Regions from separate parts of the Pan troglodytes genome. Here region 1 is linked to region 2. A link is a contact called in public HiChIP or PLAC-seq data. All regions are on one chromosome and are shown on one strand. The core of a region is the stretch at or near the end of the contact, and the rest is flanking DNA. Distances in the headings are between cores, read along the strand shown. Region 1 holds the start of CMTM3 (CKLF like MARVEL transmembrane domain containing 3). Region 2 holds the start of BEAN1 (brain expressed associated with NEDD4 1).

What was found. HiChIP or PLAC-seq counts read pairs in DNA pulled down with a chosen protein or histone mark.
Region 1: an H3K4me3 HiChIP or PLAC-seq map of stem cell-derived excitatory neurons shows a contact between it and region 2, with 2.9 times the contacts expected there. The contact joins the promoter of CMTM3 here to the promoter of BEAN1 in region 2. A contact is called at or near these places in 1 of 7 Hi-C or Micro-C datasets (blood) and 1 of 1 datasets of contacts at active chromatin or transcription factors (stem cell-derived excitatory neurons).

The regions. Positions count from the first base shown.
Region 1 is chr18:64,632,082-64,638,423 of NHGRI_mPanTro3-v2.0_pri, forward strand. CMTM3 (CKLF like MARVEL transmembrane domain containing 3) reads left to right here and starts at 1,736. Exons shown (of 6, transcript XM_016929977.3): 1 at 1,736-2,183; 2 at 2,465-2,692; 3 at 6,058-6,213. The coding sequence starts at 2,540. The region is part of intron 4 of CMTM4 (CKLF like MARVEL transmembrane domain containing 4); the gene reads right to left.
Region 2 is chr18:64,456,791-64,462,645 of NHGRI_mPanTro3-v2.0_pri, forward strand. It overlaps BEAN1 (brain expressed associated with NEDD4 1), which reads left to right and starts at 1,817. Exons shown (of 5, transcript XM_016929969.3): 1 at 1,817-1,953.

The sequences.
Region 1 (6,342 bases), core at 486-2,985, 180 kb after region 2:
GGGTGTGGTGGCACAGGCCTGTAATCCCAGCTACTTGGGAGACTGAGGCATGAGAATCCCTTGAATCTGGGAGGTGGAGGTTGCAGTGAGCCAAGATCATGCCACTGCACTCCAGCCTGGGTGACAGAGTGAGACTCTGTCTCAAGAAAGAAAAAAGAGATAACTAGGTCCACACGTGTTTGTGTCTTTCCACAATGTCAGATTTTTATTCACCCTATACCCAAGGGTAAAAAAAAACAAAAGCCACGAGCTATCCCAAGGAGCCAATTTGCTTCTTCTTCTTCTTCTTCTTTTTTCTTTCATACAGAGTCTCACTCTGCCGCCCAGGCTGGAGTGCAGCTGGAGTGCAGTGGTGCGATCTCAGCTCACTGCAACCTCTGCCTTCTGGGTTCAAGTGATTCTCATGCCTCACCCTCCCAAGTAGCTGGGGTTACAGGCCTGTGCCACCACGCCCAGCTAATTTTTGTATTTTTAGTGGAGATGGGTTTTCGCCATGTTGGCCAAGCTGGTCTCGAACTCCTGACCTCAGGTGATCTGCCTGCCTCAGCCTCCCAAAATGCTGGAATTATAGGCATGGGCCACTGCACCCAGACCCAAGGAGCCAATTTTCCTTAGTACTTCTCGTTCACTCAGTAGTGAGCACATGGGCTCAAGCCACTCCACAAGTCAGTCAATATTGCAAACCATATATAATAGTATACTTAATCCACATGTAAATGTTATAAACATTCCACAACAAACAAAGTAGCATTTAACATCAAGAGAAAAAGAGATAGGAGAAAGGGTTAAGGAACCAGTTCCAGGGTAAGGAAGAAGACAAAAGGAATCCTGGTCTGGGCTTGAGGGTCTTGCAGAGTCTTTGAGGGGCAGAGCCTTGGGAGGCAGATGCAGAGTTCTTATGAATGGCAGTGGGATGGTTGTCAGTTAAGGCTGCTGGGCTGCTGTTTTGTAGTCACAGAGTGCTCTGGTGAGAAATGGTCGAGGAACAGTGTGCTTCTTTGTGTCCTTATCTGGTTGGATGCAGTCTTTATTTATTTTATTTTTTTATTTTTTGAGACAGAGTCTTGCTCTGTCGCCCAGGCTGGGGTGCAGTGGTGTGATTTTGGCTCACTGCAACCTATGGCTCCCGGGTTCAAGCGATTCTTGTGCCTCAGCCTCCTGAGTAGCTGAGATTATAGGCACGGTGCCACCACGCCCAGCTAATTTTTGTATTTTTAGTAGACACGGGGTTTCACTATATTGGCCAGGCTGGTCTCGAACTCCTGACCTCGTGATCCACCCACCTCCGCCTCCCAACGTGCTGAGATTACAGGCATGAGCCACAGCGCCTGACCTTCTATTTTTTATTAAACAAAACATCTTGCCCTTGTTGGCAAAGCACCCTATGAAATATAAAATGAAGTCTTTTTCTAAGATGGAGTTAGTTATGTCAAGGGTGCGCAGTACTGTGCCATAAGCTCTCCCCCGGCTGCCCAGAGAGAAAACCTCTTAAAGACACCATCACAGCAGTTCAGCGGGGAGCAGGCAGGAATGGTTTCGGATCTAGTGGTGGTGAGAAGTAGACAGAGATCAGAGAAAGTTATAGGAGGTGAAAGTGGGAGGACCTTGGTTACAGACTGCCGGTGAAGAGGGACAAGGACAACCCGCAGGTCTCCGCTAGTCAGGTGGAAGGAAAGGAGGGGGCAGTGCCCTTCGCAGAGGCACAGGAAGCTGGGTCTTGATCACGCTGAACTCCAGACGCTCTCTAGATGTGCACGCATGTGCGTGTGGAGTGTGTGTGTGTGTGAGAGAGAGAGAGATGTGTTGGGGTGGGGGGACTGCAGGTCAGGAAGTCCTGCAGATGTGCGTGCCTGTGTGTGTTTGCGCGCGCGCGCGTGTGTGTGTGTCTGTGTGTGTGCCTGGAGCTGTGCTTGCAGGTCTGAGAGTCCTCTGAGAATGGGTTGGGGGAGGCGGGTGCAGGACCGAGGCCTGGAACAGCCAACAAAGAGGCCCTGGAGGAGGGTGGGGCTGGCCGGGGACAGGAGGGGTGGCCAAGAAAGTCGCAAGAAAACTCCGGCCCCCAAGAAAAAGAGAGGGCATGGGTTGCGGAGCCGACATCACGGCCGGGGTCTTTGCTGTTTAGACGCCTGGGTTCCCGGATCCCAGACACGCGCACGGGCAGGAAGTTAGACCGGAGACAGCGAGTATAGACAGCCCTTCTGGATAGGGGCAGACGGGTGGGAGCTCCGAAGGGGTGCCGGGGCGGTGATCGGGAGGTCTCCAGCGGCCCGAACCAGGGTGAAGAAGAAGGTGGAGTCTGCGGAGGCCCCAGGCCGGGGAGGGGGCGGGTCGGGCCCAGCATCCCCCGCAGCCGGGGTCCGAGGGGGAGGGGCGGGCTGGAGGAGCGGGTGGGGGCGGGGCGGGGCGTGGCGGCGGGGGATGCGCCCCTGCGCGAGCCAGTGTCGCCTGCCCTCCTTCCGCACAGCCCGGGTTTCCGCTTCCCTCCGGGCGCGAGAAGAGGGGAGCCAGGCCGAGCCCCGGCCGTACCGCCGCCGCCGCCATGTGGCCCCCAGACCCCGACCCCGACCCCGACCCGGACCCCGAGCCTGCCGGCGGCTCCCGTCCCGGCCCCGCGGTCCCCGGGCTCCGCGCCCTGCTGCCGGCGCGGGCTTTCCTCTGCTCTCTCAAAGGCCGCCTCCTGCTGGCCGAGTCGGTGAGTGCGGCGGGACCCTCGGCCGCCCCGCTGGGACTGCGCGGCTCCTTTCGGAGGAGGACGTCGGGGCGCGGGTGGGGTCCGGGGGCGGCCGCCGTGCTCCGATACCCCCTCTCCGCGCCGCCTCGGCCGACTTCTCTCGGGCGCCTGGCGAAGTTGGGTCGAGGTCCCCAAACTTTGGACGGCGGGGCGGGGCCCGAGCCCAGGCCATCCGCGGCGCTGTCCCCGCGAGTCCAGAGCTGGGGGCCGTGGGAAGTGGGTGGGGCCCGGGGATGTGGGTCCTGCTGTGTGAGCCAGGCGCCCCCGCCCTCTCTGGGCCCCGGGGACTCGGGCAACTCGGACCTCCGGGACTCCCGGGCCGCAGCGGGGTCCGCTTTCCTGCGCGCGGGTAGTGCAGGCCGGGGCCTCGACCTGCAGGGCCGAGCGGGCGGGGGGCCGTGCGGAGCGGGAGGGATCCCCCACCCCCGGGACTGGGTGAGGCGGCCCCGCGGTGACTTCATCGCCCTCCTCCCCTCCGCGGCCGGGCTCCTTCCTACTCCGCCCTCGCCCCCACCCCGGCCGGTGGGGCTTCTTTGTCCTCTGGACACCGGAGGCGCCCGCACTGTCCGCTGTGGGGTAGGGGTGGCGCTGGGCCGCCGGGGATGGGGAGGGAGAGGCCGGGCCGGAGACCGGGGGAGGCGGGAGGAGAGAGCGGCGCACGGCGGCGGCCACTTGTTGCTTAGATCCCAGGGACTTGGCGCTTCCTGCCCTTGTCCCCACTTTACAGATGAGAGCGCTCAGGCGCCTGATTTGACAGGTGGCTCAACTGAGGGGCCCAGTGAGAGCGGCCCGGAGGGTGGGGGCAGGAGGAAGGGGGATTCTGCTCCGGGACCTCTCCCTGGTCGCTCAGGGCAGAGGGCCTAAGGTGGTCCTGCAGCCTCTCCCACGGTCAGCCCAGAAGCCACCTGCCCAACGCCCAAGTGAGACACCAATGCCACACTCCGAGCCCACACTCCCAGCCCCACCCTGGAGACCACTGGGAGCCACTTGAGGGGAGAAGCCTCGAATCCACCGTCCCCAGAGTGGCTTGAACCCCCCCATCCCCACCCAGGACCACCTCATAAGGGGGAGGCATATGTCCAGCAGGAGCATAGAGGCCACCCTGGGCCCAGCAGATGTCAGGAATCCAGGTCAGGGAGGATAAGGAAGGGTCAACGGTCAGCACTCAGGGTTCACAGGAGCCGCTGAGGGCACTCCTGCCTCCCTAGTCCCCTCACTCCCACCCCCAGGCCAAGCAAGTGCAGAGGCTGAGATGGACAGAAACAGAGAGAGGAAGTGGCCCCAGAAATCGCGGGGTGAAAAAACAGGAATTGAGAGGGGAATCCCCAGAATTAGGCTTTGGGGTGCAGGCATAGGAGACAGGAAGGGGAGGGCCAGAGCTGGGTCAGTCCCATGGAAGGCCTTCCTGGGAGGCCCCAGCAGCCTCCCAGCCCGTCTCTATGCCTTAGTCTATCTTTCCAAAGGGGGCTCAGCTGCACCCAAGGCCATGTGCAGAGCAAATGGGGGTGCTCTGGGGACCCCCTGGGATCCCTGCAGTTCATTTGTCTGAAGCAGCCACAGTGCTTCCTGTGGGGCATCTGGGTGTCCCCATGGGGACTCCTGCACCCACTAGAAACTACTCAGCCATAGACATGTTCAAACGCAGCCACAGTGACAGAAACCAGGGACAGATGGCCTCCCCAACACCCACAGTGCCAAGTTGCTTAAGAACTCTACCTGGGCCCGGCGTGGTGGCTCATGCCTGTAATTCCAACACTTTAGGAGGCCGAGGTGGGTGGATCGCCTGAGGTCAGGAATTCGAGACCAGCCTGGCCAGCATGGTGAAACCCTGTCTCTACTAAAAATAAAAAAATTAGCTGGGTTTGGTGGCGGGCGCCTGTAATCCCAGCTACTCGGGAAGGCTGAGGCAGGAGAATCACTTGAACCCGGGAGGTGGAGGTTGCAGTGAACTGAGATCGTGCCACTGCACTCCAGCCTGGGAGACGGAGCAAGACTCCATCTCTGGGGCGGAGGTAAGATAACTCTATCTGGGGGGTCAGCCAGCCCTGGGTTCAAATTCTAGTAGCCTCTGATTAGCCATGTGACAGAGTCTTCTCATCTGTAAAGTGGGGCTGTGCTCATGGGTGGATGTGAGGGTCAGAGGAGATGCCCGTGAGCCTCAGGGTACCAGGCACTGTGGAGCCCCAGGCTGGCCAACAGGTCACCTTGGCCTGCTCTGCAGCGCACCTGGGCTGCAGGACTGCCCAGGGCTCGACATCCTCCTGCATCAGCTCTTCCCACCTACAGAGTTGTGGGCAAGACCACAGTGAACATTTTGATTCTTGTAGTTCAAGTACAGCTGGCCCCACCTTTCACAGCTGGCCCTGTATGAATAAGGCAGCAGAGCCTGAGGTGTCAGTGCCAACGCACCCTCTGTTAGATGTTCCTTTCTTATCATTATGAAAATTTGCAAATACATTAAAACTCCGAAAGATTTTTTTGCTTTATCTATCTGTCCATCAAGCCATTTTATCTTTTAACACAAAATAAATTGCAGACATCAGGACATTTCAACTCTGAACACTTCAGGACGCATATCATTAAGGTTCAAGGTTTGTTTTTTCTTTTCAAGGTGAAATCTACATTCAGTGACGAGCACACGTCTTTGGTGTTGGGTGTTACTTTTTGGAAACTGGTTCCTGCCTCGCTTTGATTTCCCTCCGCAGGGCACTGAGTGGAGTGCATGTGCTTGGAAGGCTGGGGCTTTCTGACTAGGTCCTGGCAGGGAGCTGGGGTGGGGTAAGGTGAGGACTCAGGGCCATGCCCAGGACTGGGAGGCAGCATAGGTGTGAGCCTGGGCCATGCTGGGGTTTTTTTTTTTTTTTTGTAGGGGCGGGTGCGGACAGGGTCTCTCTTTCTCTCACCCAGGATGGAGTGCAGTGGCCTGATCACAGCTCACTGCAGCCTCGACCTCCCCGGGCTCAGGTGATCCTCCCACCTCAGCCTCCCAAGTAGCTGGGATTTCAGGCACACACCACCATGCCCGGCTAATTTTTGTGTATTTTGCCGAGATGAGGTTTTGCCATGTTGCCCAAGCTGGGGTCAAATTTCTGGGCTCAAGCAATCCACCTGCCTGGACCTCTCAAAGTGCTGGGATTACAGGTGTGAGCCACTGTGCTTGGCCTGGGATTCTAATCTGGCTCTGCCACTTCCCAGCTGCGGGACTGTGAGCAGTTGGCTTCCCCTGCTGGAACCTCCTCTATCCTGACCACAGGGCCTGGCTCAGAGGAGCACTGGACAAGGAGCATGAAAAGGCTCTGACTTCACCTCAAACTCCTTCCCCGCAGGGTCTCTCATTCATCACTTTTATCTGCTATGTGGCGTCCTCAGCATCTGCCTTCCTCACAGCGCCTCTGCTGGAGTTCCTGCTGGCCTTGTACTTCCTCTTTGCTGATGCCATGCAGCTGAATGACAAGTGGCAGGGCTTGTGCTGGCCCATGATGGTGAGGACAGGGGCCCCAGGAGGGAGGGGTGCCCTGCACAAAGTGGCCAGATGAGGAGTCCGGAGTCGTGCACTTGGGCCCTTATCCTTTCTGTAGTGTGCTGGAGTTTGCAGTTGGTTAGAACTGGAT
Region 2 (5,855 bases), core at 567-3,066:
TAGCCTATCCCCTCCTTTCTCTGATCCTTCATTTATTCATTCATAAAATAAATGCATGAGGTTGGACAAAGGGTCTCTCAGGTCCCCTTCCTCGGTTCTCTGAGAATTGTTTCCCTTTATTCTAGCCTCATCCCTTACTCAGAGCTGATGTCCCCGTGACAGCCCCAGCCTGCAGGAGGGCGGGGAGTGGGGGCGGGGTGGGGCGGTAAATAGTGCAGGGAGCAGAGCCCAGAATGAACAGTTACCAGAGGAGGCTGGGAGATGTCCTCAAGCACCCAAGCCCTAGACCACGCAGCTTCCCCTGCCTGGCCCCAGGGAAGCCCAAGACGTGATGACTGGCAGGGCTGGGGTCGAGTGAGGTTTGTTTTCTCCACTGGAGCCTGCTCTGCCCCATCCTCCCTGCAAGGCCAGTCCCTGGCCAACTTTCCCTTCCACAACATCCCCATGGCTTCACTGCTTCCCCAAGGTTTAGCATCAACATGTTCAGCCCTTTGTCACCATGCTTTATTTTTGAGGACCACTTTCCCGCCAGTGACAAGGCTTTCGGTTTTGAAACAAACCCAGCTTTTGACTCCCCTTGCCTCCTAAGCCCCAGTTTCCTCATCAACAGTAGTGGTTCAGAGAGTGTCAGCAACAACACATTTCATCAATTCCTGCAGCAAATTCACTGAGTGCCCACTCTGTGCAGACCCCCGCAGCCCTACCCAGACGCTGCCCTCCTGGCGCTCCCAGGCAAGTGGCGGAGGTTAAATAAATAACTCCTCCATGCTGGCGAGCACCCCAACACAGTAGGGGTGCAATCATTGGGAGCAATATCCTAATGAGGACAGGGAGGCCTGAGAGATGGGCTGCGATTCGTCCAAGGCCCCAAAGCAGGGTGGGGACAGAGCAGGTCCTGGAAGCCTGGAACCCCGGCCTGAGCCAGGCATCCCCTCGGGGCCGGCTTCCACCTGCCAGGGCTGAGCTCTATGCCCTGACGTTTGGGCAGCGGGGAACGGGGGCACAGGGAGGGTGACGGGGTGAAGGAAACAGGCCTGCTGGTGGCTCCGAAGGAAGGTTTGGGCCAGGCCTAGCTGGAATCCCAAAACTCACCTGCCAGCAACCGCGAGCGGGAAGCCCTGCCAGGCTCGCCTGCCCCTGCCAACGGCCCAGCCACGCTGGGTCCCCCTCTCCATCCCGCACTTTGCTCTTTGCCCGCGACAGGGGTCCCCTGCTCAAATGCCCAGCCTAGCCTCGGTCCAACCTGTCTGGCTGTCCTTCCCTGACACCTCGTTTGTCTACCCTTCTCTGCACGTGTCAGTGGCTCCCCGCTCGCGTCCGTGTGTCATTCCCTACACACGCCTGTGTGTCCTCTTCACACGTCTGACTGGAGCGTCGGCCTCCCGCATTTCCCGGCCTCCTCGCCGCCCTGCCCCGCCTGCTGCTGTGTGGGTGTCGGGCTGGCTGTGCGCAAAGGGGCGCGGCTCGGCCCTCCCCCGCACCCGCGCCCCCCGCCCCCCCCCCCCCCCCCGCATCTCGGAGTGACCCGGGCCGCGGCGCCGCGGTGCTGAGGCCCGGGAGCCGCGCCGCCGCCGAGGGGGGCCGGGGCCGGTGACGGTGGCGTGGGCGGCGGCGCGGGGACGACGGGCGGCCGGGCGGGGCTGCGGCAGGGCAGGGCCAGGGCCGGGGCCGGGGCCGGGGCCTGGGAAGCCGCCGCCGCCGCTGCCTCGGCCCGGGATCGCGGGCGGCTGGTCGGCCCGGCTCGCCTGGCCCCGCCTGGCCCGCCCCGCCCCGCCCCTGCGCGCCCAGCAGGCCGAAGCGTAGCGGCGCGCCCCCCGCGACGCCCGAGCCCGAGCGCAGTGGCCTCCGAGCGGGAACCGGACTGGGAGCCGGAGCCGGAGCGGGAACCGGAGCTGGAGCCGAAGCTGGAGCCGGCACTGCGGCGCACGGAGCGGAGCGCTGCAGCCAAGCCGAGTAAGGGGCGTGGGGCTGGGCGGCGCGGGGGATGGGCGGGCGGGGGGTCCCGGCCCCATTCCCCCGCGCTCTGCGGTGGTACCGGCGAACGACACACCCGGGGGCGCGCCGCGCGGAGCCTCGGTGCGCGGGGCGGGCGGATGCGCGGTCCGGAACGGAACCGCAGCGCGCTCGGAACGGAGCGGGATCCCGGGTCTCCCGCGGACCCTCGACCCTGGGCTGGCCACTGGGATCTGCGCGAGCCGAGGCTGACCCTGATCGCGCCCTCGGGCCTCGGGGAAGGGGAGGTATCCAGGTTTTCTGCCTGACTCGAGTCCCCGACGAGCATCAACCCCATTTGGGGAACCCAAGACAGCCTCCCCAGCAGCTTGCCCTCGGTTTTGGGGACCCCTGAACAACCCAACCAAGAAGGGAAAACTAGGGCGCATTCTCGGCCGGGGTGGGAGAGGAAAGGGGCTGGGGCTTCACGGAGTTTGGAGTTTGAACCCACCCGCACCCCTTTGAGCTAGGAAGTTTGACCCTTCGACGAGCAGGTCGCCTGGGGTATGCCCCTGTCTCCGTGCCTCTGTCTCAGCACCGAGCGTGGGAGAGAGAGCGCGCCCTCCGCACCTTCTCCCACTTTGGGGCAGACTTTCCCTTGCGCTGTCAGAGGGACCCGAGGCTGAGTACGAGGCGAGGCGGCAGCTCAGGCTGGCTGCGCAGCGCTGAGTGGCACTGCCGCCGCTCCCCAGGGGCAGGGCCCACCCCACACCCGGCTGACTCTCGCTGCCCTTCCTCCTTCCCTATCGGGCTCTGCGGTCTGGAGGCTGGAGAGCGGTGAGGACCAGGGACTGCCCTGTCCATCTCGGGCGGGTGCCGGCGTGGGTGGCCGGGCGCAGGCTGGGAAAGGGAGGGCGCAAGTAACTGGTGTGAGAGGCAGGGGTTCAGGGATCCTTGCTCTTGAGCCACGATTTCCGATGAGCCCCTGCCGAGAGCATGCCGCTCTGGACTCACTCCTCAAACATAACTGCTCTGCTGGAACGAGAGACTTCACCACCCTGTGCCTCAGTTTCCTCATCTGAAAGTAAGCAGGAGTCTGTTGTGAGCGGGATGTTTAAGGGATTTGGAACCAGAAGGTGGGCTTGGCTAACTTCCTGGCTGTACAACCTTAAGCAAGACACAAACCTCTCTGAGCCTTAGTTTCCCCATCTGGAACATGGGGAAGGTGAATTGGGAGGATTAAATGAGATGACGCTGGTGGGGGTATGTAGCCTGGTGCCTGGCACGCAGCCAGTGGTCAATTGTGGTGGGCTACAGGTGTCATGAGGTGTCCAGCACCAGTAGATGCTGAGATTGAGTGCCTCTGAATCTGAAGTGGTGCTCCCAGCCCCCTCCAAGGAGGCCTTTGAATTCCCCAAGCTGTTGACATTTAATTGCAAAGCAAAACTTTCTCCTTAGGGCCCACCCTTTCTCAGACGCTCCCTCCTCCAAGGCTCTCTACCGCCCAGCCCAGTTCTCCCCTGCTACCTCCCATCTCTCTCCAGGGTGAAAAGGCTGCATCTGACTGTAAGGTGCACCCTTTTCCTCCTTGCCCTTAGCTGGTGTCCGCTGCCCCAGAGAGGGGCACCCACCCATTGCTCGAGCTCTGTACAAGGGAATTTAACACCTCCCTCTTCTCCCGGGTGGAGGATTGCTTTCCCTGAGGAGCCATCAGGCTGTCAGGTGGCTTGGACACACCGATGGTGACGGTTCAGACAGGCAGCAAGAAGCACCAGGGAGACAGCCTAGGGGTCTGAGGGGTCCCAGCCTTGATTCTTCACAGACTATGATGTATTCGTCCAGGCAACTGGGCCATGAGGCACCAGAAATGAAGGATGTCGGGGAGGAAATGGAGCCAGTGATTGACTGAGAGGTTCAAACTTCAGAGCAGGGTGTCCCCAGGAAGGGATTTGCTCCAGTCTGTGTGGCTGGGACCTTAGACCCAGAGCAGAGCAGGGCATAGGCCCAGGGGATAGGGGAGGATGCTGGGATCCTGGAGGTGGCAAGGAGCAGGTGGGCGGGCAGGAGTGATGGGAAGAAAGCAGTGGTCCAGTTCACACCCATGTTGGTCCCTGGCCACCTGTGGCCCAGCTGCCCAGAACAGGGATGGGGGAGGAATCTCAGATGAGGAAACATGTCCACATGGTGCCAGGGTACACCTGGTGAGACAGGCAGGATGAGCTGCCACCTGGGGCCTCCTACACGGAATCTCCCTCTCTCCTCTTCTTCCTCTGTAGCTTCCCCCTCCCCTTCCCCATTCACCCACTAGGGGTCACGTCGCTGTGTCTTCCAAAATCCTCACTCCTCATCTTCCCAAAGGAGTTAATCAGGAACTAATTAGGCTTGAGTCTCCTGCTTCGCTCAGGATTTGGAACACAGCCAGTGGGGAACGTGACGGGGATGCAGGCCTTACTGTCAGGCTTTAGGAATAATCAGCCGGACACCCTCAGAGGACCATTGTCTGAAACTCTTGCCCTGGAAGTACTCAGAGGATAGGGTGAGGGGCATCTGCTGTCAGCCTCCTAAAGGGAGAAACTGAGGCCAGGAGGGCTTCTGCAGTCCATTAGCAAGCAGGCACAAACAAGAGTCATGGCTGAGAGCAGTTTTTTGGAGCCGGACCGCCTGGGTTTATAGCATGTGGTTCTGGGAAGGTGACTTATTTTTCAAAGCCTCAGTTCCCTCTTGAAAATGGGAATAAATGTTACACACCTCCCAGAATAGTGTGAGGATGAAGAAATCATATACAGATAGCACACAGCCATGTCCAGTGGACCTCTGCCTGCGGTGTCAACATTGTGAACATGCATTGCGCACACGCTGTTTCCTAAACGTATGCATTTTCTCTTTGAATTCTGATAACCAGCTCTCTGATTTAGGAACTATACTTGTTCCCATTTTATTGATGAGAACACTGAGGCTTGAAACGTTTAAGGACTATCTAATTCTGCCAGGTATAGAATAATTAAAACATCACTATGACTCATCCTAATTGTATGCGTTTGTAAAACTGATAATTATCACATTGTAATTTAGATGACATGTAATCAGTTATTAGAATGATTCTTTCATGTACATCTTCAATCATTTTATGTCTGAGAACTGAAAAAGAATATGTTAATTGTCCACAGGCTATAGAATTTTTAGACACCTTCGTATTTTGTTTTCCTGTTTGAACAGTAATCAAACTGATTTAAAAGAGCAGTTCCCTGTTCATTACCTATCCTTCTTCTCTCCATTTTTCTCTAGAGCACTTATTACCTCCAACATCTATATATCTTATTCATTTGTCTATTGTATGCCCACATCAATATAATGTGAGCACTGCAAGAGAAAGGACTTTTGACTGTTTTGTTCACTATATCCTCAGAGCCTAGACTAGTACCCAGCACTTATTGTGCCTTCCAAAATTATAAAGTGTTTTACCAACATATGGTCTATTATTGTTATTATTTTTGCCAAGTGTATAGATTGATTGAAAATAAAACGTTAAGTTAATAGCAGAAACCATTCCCTCAAATATTTGGCAAGTAGGACTTGCTCAAGTGCCAAGGATAATTTGATAAAGGTTAAAAACAATGGATATTATTTTTCTAGTATTATAATAAAGCTTATCAGTGAGTTCAATGACAAGTAAATTAAAAAAATTTTTTCCAATAACAAATGACATGTTCAAAGACAATTAGATTAGCCTTAAAATTTTTCCTTGAGAACACCCCGGCATGGTGGCACATGCCTGTAGTCAGCTGCTCCAGAGGCTGAGGCAGGATCTCTTGAGCCCAGGAGTTCAAGACCAGCCTAGGCAACCCTGGCTCTTGACAACAGACAAACAAAAACCCCACAACTTCTAATGAATTAACGATCACTGACTTATTCACTTAATTGCT